Linked DNA regions of Callithrix jacchus: region 1 is linked to region 2. The links are chromatin contacts, called in public Hi-C maps. All regions are on one chromosome and are shown on one strand. Each heading gives the region's core, a stretch centred on a gene start, on an enhancer-like site or on the middle of the called end of the contact. The rest is flanking DNA. Distances are from core to core; before and after follow the strand shown. Region 1 has its middle 15 kb from the start of HDAC7. Region 2 holds the start of LOC100398744 (uridylate-specific endoribonuclease).

The links. A called contact is a pair of places that touch in the nucleus more often than the background predicts.
Region 1: a Hi-C map of induced pluripotent stem cells shows a contact between it and region 2, with 3 times the contacts expected there. The contact joins the enhancer-like site here to the promoter of LOC100398744 in region 2. A contact is called at or near these places in 3 of 3 Hi-C or Micro-C datasets (induced pluripotent stem cells and skeletal muscle).

The regions. Positions count from the first base shown.
Region 1 is chr9:2,129,284-2,132,154 of calJac240_pri, reverse strand. No RefSeq gene overlaps it. Among named protein-coding and RNA genes, the nearest start is that of HDAC7, 15 kb to the right of the region's middle. Within about 2 kb of position 1,499, at least 3 of the 16 cell types and tissues checked have an H3K27ac peak or open chromatin away from gene starts, as enhancers often do. A contact at or near this core is called in skeletal muscle, where this site is marked.
Region 2 is chr9:2,016,089-2,019,132 of calJac240_pri, reverse strand. LOC100398744 (uridylate-specific endoribonuclease) reads left to right here and starts at 1,443. Exons shown (of 9, transcript XM_054237897.2): 1 at 1,443-1,574. The coding sequence starts at 1,520. The region is part of intron 2 of LOC144577824; the gene reads right to left.

The sequences.
Region 1 (2,871 bases), core at 250-2,749, 110 kb before region 2:
GTTGACCGAGACAGAGCCAAAGACTGTGTCCTCTTGCAGGTTAATATTAGCACATGAACCAGAAACTCTTTGGTTCAGTTGTTCAAGAAGTCACTGATAAGGACGGGAAAGGGCTGGGTAATGAGAAATTGAGCCTCAGGTGAAGGGAGTCATTGGAAAGACTCAGGTACCACAGGAATGTGGGAAACTTGTCAGTGCTGCCACAGCCCCTCCCTCCTCGGGACTCAACAGCCTCACTCCAAGTCTGGACAGACTCTAAGAACTAGACAGATCTGAGCCAAAGGTCACAGAGCCAGGGTTATTTGATCCAGGGGATGCACAGAGGGGTGGATCGAGTATCAGATTTCAAGCTGGATTGTTCTGCAAATTCTGTCCTAGCTGGACTCTGGGAAGGAAGGCATGGCCTCTGAGATACTGGCTGCTGAGGGGAGGAAGGCAGGAAGAAGCTCCCGGGAGCTCTAGGGATGTTGGGCAGAGCTCCCCTTGGACCTCCAGGCCTTGGTGCTAAATGGAGAAGTCACACATAGCCTGGTTGACAGTCTCTGTTCAGCTCCGGAGGGTCTCCCCACTGCACTCCTCACTTGCACACAGAAGCCACCGGGCCTCTGGAAAGGCCCGTGCCACCCTGAGCCAACCCTAAATCCTGGCTGGGTGTGGTGGCTCATGCCTGTAATCCCAACACTGTGGGAGGATCACTTGAAGCCAGGAGTTCAAGATTCAATACCAGCCTGGGCAACATCGTGAGATGGCACTTCTCCAACCAATTTTAAAAATAAATTAGCCAGGCCTGGTGGCATGTGCCTGTAGTCCTAGCTACCTGGTGGGGCCAAGGTGGGAGGACCACCTGAGCCCGGGACATTGAGGTTGCAATGAGCTGTGACCACACCACTGCACTCCAGCCTGGGCAATAGAGCGAGATCTTGTCTGAAAAAACAAGAACACCAAAACAGTGCTGCAGACACCTGTGAACATCTGTGGCAGCTGACATGTGGCTAGGGCCGAAGCAAGGGCAGGTGCCTCAGCCCCGACAGCTCCTGGCTACCATTTCCCCATTTGCCTGCTAGGCCAGCCAGACAGATGAAGCAGCCTTTCAGAAAGGGCTTGCTTCCCTGTGCCACCGGCCCAGCCTGGCAAGCACTGTGAGTCGCAGCTGAAGTGTGTCAGGGAAATACTCCTGGTATCCTTTCTGCTTCCTCCGCTTCCCCCAGCCCCTCTGATTTACATGTCTTTCCCTCTCCTACCCAGGAGCCCCTGGAGAGGGACAGGGAGGGGATTGTGGAGGCCCTGGGTGATAAAGTAGGGATGGGGAGAAGTGATAACGGGGGTGGGGGAGAAGCCGGCTGCACTTCCTCCCTGATAGGGACCCCACCCCAAGAGGCTCCTGCCTCCCCTGCATTCACAGGAAGGACTGGAGGTGGTAGAGGAGTGGATGGGGAGGGTGGTGGGCAGGATATCAGCGGCTTCTGCAATCCTTTGCCTTGGAAGATGACAGTTCATTGTTTTTTGTCCTTCGGTTGTTGGTTCATCAGCAAATACTTACCGCACTCCTCCTACCACTGCTGGCAGAGCTCTGGGCTGGGAGGGCAGCGGAGGCAGATCGAGCTCCGTAGCTCTCCTGGTCTCTCTCCACCCCACTCCTCAGCCTTGAGGGAAGCAAGGAGTGAATAAAAGATGAACTTTAGAGCAGGTCATCCGAATCCTGACTGTGTGACCTTGGGGGAAATGTGTGCTCTCTGAGCCTCGGCTTCCTCATCTGTGAATGGCAGTGTAGAGCTGGGGAAGATGACGGAAGGAAGGCTCGCAGCACACCGCAGGGCCCGGCGTGTCAGCTTAGCAGTGAAGAGCAGCAGTGGCATCTAGCAGGAGCAGGATTTGAACCCTGGCATCCCCCAAGTCACGGTGGGACGTGCTGGCCATTTCTCTCTCTCTTCTGTAAAGTGAAGAAGGCACTTACTTCACAGGTGTAAGGGCCTAGTGAGCTACTATGCAGCATTGAGAATTGCTCTTGGCACGGAGTTCGATGCTCAGTAAATGTGAGCCTTAATGACTGTAATTTTCATCATCTGGGGACCCTCTCCTCTAAACAGATAACCTCTAGGGCTGGGTGTGGTGGCTCACACCTGTAATCCCAGCACTTTGGGAGGCCAATATGGACAGATCACCTGAGGTTGGGAGTTCAAGACCAGCCTGACCAATACCTGTAAACCCAGCACTTTGGGAGGCTGAGGCGGGGAAACACCTGAGGTCAGGAGTTTGAGACCAGCCCAGCCAAAATGGAGAAACCCCGTTTCTACTCAAAATACAAAAACTCAGCCAGGCATGATGGCGCGTGCCTGTGATCCCAGGTACTTGGGAGGCTGAGGCAGGAGAATCGCTTGAACCTGGGAGGTGGAGGTTGCAGTGAGCCAAGATTGCGCCATTGCACTCCAGCCTGGACAACAAGAGTGAAACTCCATCTCAAAAAAAAATAATAAATAAATAAAATAAAAATAAAAGAGAAAACCTCTAAACCGATATCTTCTTCCTTACAAGCGGCTCCTTCAACACATTTTGAGTCAGGGATGGATAGAGGGGTAGACGGCATAGAAGCAGGGACTCACAGGTGGACCCCTCTTGTGAAAGGCCAAGCTGGCCCCCAACCCAGCTCCGAGGATGGCAGACACACTCCTGGCCCGGCCCATGGTGCCAACAGCCCGCTCGCTCCCCCAGCTCCACGGTGGTGTGGTGGTGGGTAGTGTGGAGGACCTGAGGTCCGCCCCATTATCTCCTCCTGCAAAGCCTCCTCCACCCGTTAACCCCCAACCGAGATTATAGAGCCTTAACTGTCTCCAACTGCTCTGATTCAGGGATAAGGCTGGACCTTCGAGCCCA
Region 2 (3,044 bases), core at 194-2,693:
TGGTGGTGTGCACCTGTAATCCCAGCTGCTTGGGAGGCTAAGACAGGAGAATTACCTGAACCCAGGAGTTGGAGTTTGCAGTGAGCTGAGATCATGCCACTGTACTCCAGCCTGGCAAAGAGTGAGACTTCCTCTCAAAAAAAAAAAAAATTGCACTTTTGATTTTGGTGTGAGCCCCTTGCAAAGGTTGCTTGCCCTAGGCTTATCCTTCTCACTACCTGAGTCCCTTTGTTTGGACTCATCTCTATACAGCAACAGGCTGCAGGGGTTCTCTTTAACCCACCAGCAGCTGTTCAACTTGGTGCCCGGGCAGGAAACCTCAAGATTAAAGTCTGAGAACTTGGAAGGAATTGTCAGATCCAACCCCTCATTTCAGATGAGAAGGCTGAAGACCTGTGAGAGGAAGAAACTTCTCCAGGTAAAGCACACTGGATGAAGCTGTGCTCCACCTCCAGCCTCTAGAAAAGAAATCACGGATGGAGTGGCCTCCACTGTTCCGCAGTTTTGCCTCTTTGTGTGATGGTCTTCTTCTCTGAGAGGGTTGAGAATCCCTATGCAGTGCTCTTTCTGGCAAGGTCATTGTACTTAGCAGATTTTATGTATATTATCAGGGAAAACTTGACAGTCACGGGGAGCTGCTCCTCTTCTTTTGGACTTGGGAACAACAGAACTTCACTGGGGAGGAGTTCCTGAGGAGAGGGGTGTAAGTGGGGGTGAAGGCAGTAAGACCCCGCGCTCCCAGGGGAGGAAGAGTGGGCCTTCAGTTGCATTTAAGAGGCCTCTTGCCCCTCCCCTGCCTCATAAGGAATCTGAAACAGGTAAACCCCAGAGACTGACTCAATTAGAGTCATTTGCATAATATTTTAGGGTGATTTAGCCATGCGAGGCCGCATGTGGCTGATTCAGCTATGCTGGGCTTTGTAATAAGAATTGCCCTGGTTCTAACCAACATGTCCTGTGTCTCTCTGTTCAAGGACCCGAACCCTTGCTGGGGCACTTACTGTTTGTTGAACTTTGGCCAATCACCTTACTGTGTGCCACGGTCATGCTAAGCACAGGAATTTGAAGATGAAGCCAACCTGTGGCCCCTTTGAAAGTCAGGTCTGAGGCTGGTAAGGAGCTATCTTTTTGGTAGAGATCACCCAAAGATAAGCCCATGGGTGTCCCTAGTTTGGAAAAATAACCCCCCAAACTGGACCCATCTTGCTGTACCTGCCTACATGACCTATTTTCTAGCTGCAGACAGCCAGCATTACCTGTTCTCAACATCTGGCATTACCTACCGGCTTCGTCACCTTCCCTCAGGCTTCAAACAGCTATAGGGCCCCACCTCCTATCCATCTAGGGCCCCTCCCTCCCCTTTTTCCTCCTGAAAGGATCTGGAGACACCAGATCCACAAGTCCTGGTGTCTTTAAAAGGATCAGCCCGAGGAATAAGGCTCATTTGAGAGCTGTGACATTTACCTGGCTCTAGTGAAAGTCCAACAGCCACTCCCCTTTTGGCTTCCAACTGGGCACCATGAGGTCCTGCATCCCCCTGGTATTGGCCGTGCTGTGCGGCCTGGCCTGGGCTGGTAAGTCACTCTCTGGCGGGCATGGGATTGCGCATGGGGAGGGATCTTGCCTAAAGAAGCAGAGAGTTGGGCCCGGCACGGTGGCTCAAGCCTGTAATCCCAGCACTTTGGGAGGCCGAGGCGGGTGGATCACGAGGTCAAGATATTGAGACCATCCTGGTCAACATGGTGAAACCCTGTCTCTACTAAAGATACAAAAAATTAGCTGGGCACGGTGGCGCGTGCCTGTAATCCCAGCTACTCGAGATGCTGAGGCAGGAGAATTGCCTGAACCCAGGAGGCGGAGATTGCAGCGAGCCGAGATCACGCCATTGCACTCCAGCCTGGGAAACAAGAGCGAAACTCCGTCTCAAAAAAAAAAAAAGCAGAGAGTTGGGAAACTTGGTAGAGGGCAGGGATGTGGGACAAGGGAGGATGAGCTCTGTCCTAAACCAGCAGAGCACTGTTGGGTTATCCTTGTCTAAGGGTGCAGGCATTGTTCCTGGAATCAAATGAACGATGTGGAGTGAATTGCAGAGTGGATGGACTGATTTCATGGAAGTCCTTTCTTCAAACCTTGGAGGATCAGCCCCAAACATCCCTTAGTCCAACCTGACTTTTGATGTCCCTAAGATTTTGTTGTCTGGGGCCACCATATGGTATAAAGCTAGGTTAGGGCCAGGGCCCATGGGGTCTGAGTGGCCTGGCTGCTCTTGGTCACTCCTTCCACTGCCTGGTGACAGGTGAGGTTGTCCAGGGTATGACCTTACTTTGGGTAGAGCCTTAGGAGGTGGGCATGCTTAGGAGGAAACCAAAAGGACCCTTGACCAGAAGGTGGGCGAGGTCCTATCTGGGGTTGTACAAGGGTCAGAGGAATGGATCTCTGTTGTGGGTAGATTTAATTCTGCAGTGTTAGCAGAATTAAAGAACAGAGAAGGGACCCGGCCCACAGTTATGAGAGTTGGAGTGGATGGGACTGGCAGAGGAACAGGACCACGTTCCTGTCTAGTACCTGTGCAAAAAGCTGGTATTGATGTGTTAATTGGTAGCCAGTGGGCAGGTGGAAAGGAGTGCCAAGGGGGGGGGGCGCTGAGCTGAGGAGTGTAGGGAGAATCCTCTGCCCAGAGGAGAAAGAACCCTTCCACTCACTGGGTCACTCTTGTATGGGACTGTGGAAAGGATTAAATGAGATTATGAGAAGCACCTGGCACAAACTGAGATCTCAGTGAATTGGAACTTTACTTATAAGACTGTAAATATTCTTGGAAGAAACTTCTGCTTGGGATCATTTCCAAATGGGTTGTGGAAAGGACACCCCTAATGGGATTCCTAAATGCAAAACCATTGAAAGAGGAAGTTGTTCCCAGGCCTCCCAACTAGGGATGAGATGGTGCACCTTACCCAGAAATCAGCTCTACCTGGGTCCTGGCTGGTGGAGAGGCAGGGGGAGAGCATGAGGGTGGGCCTGAGAGCTACCAGCTTCAGCTGGGT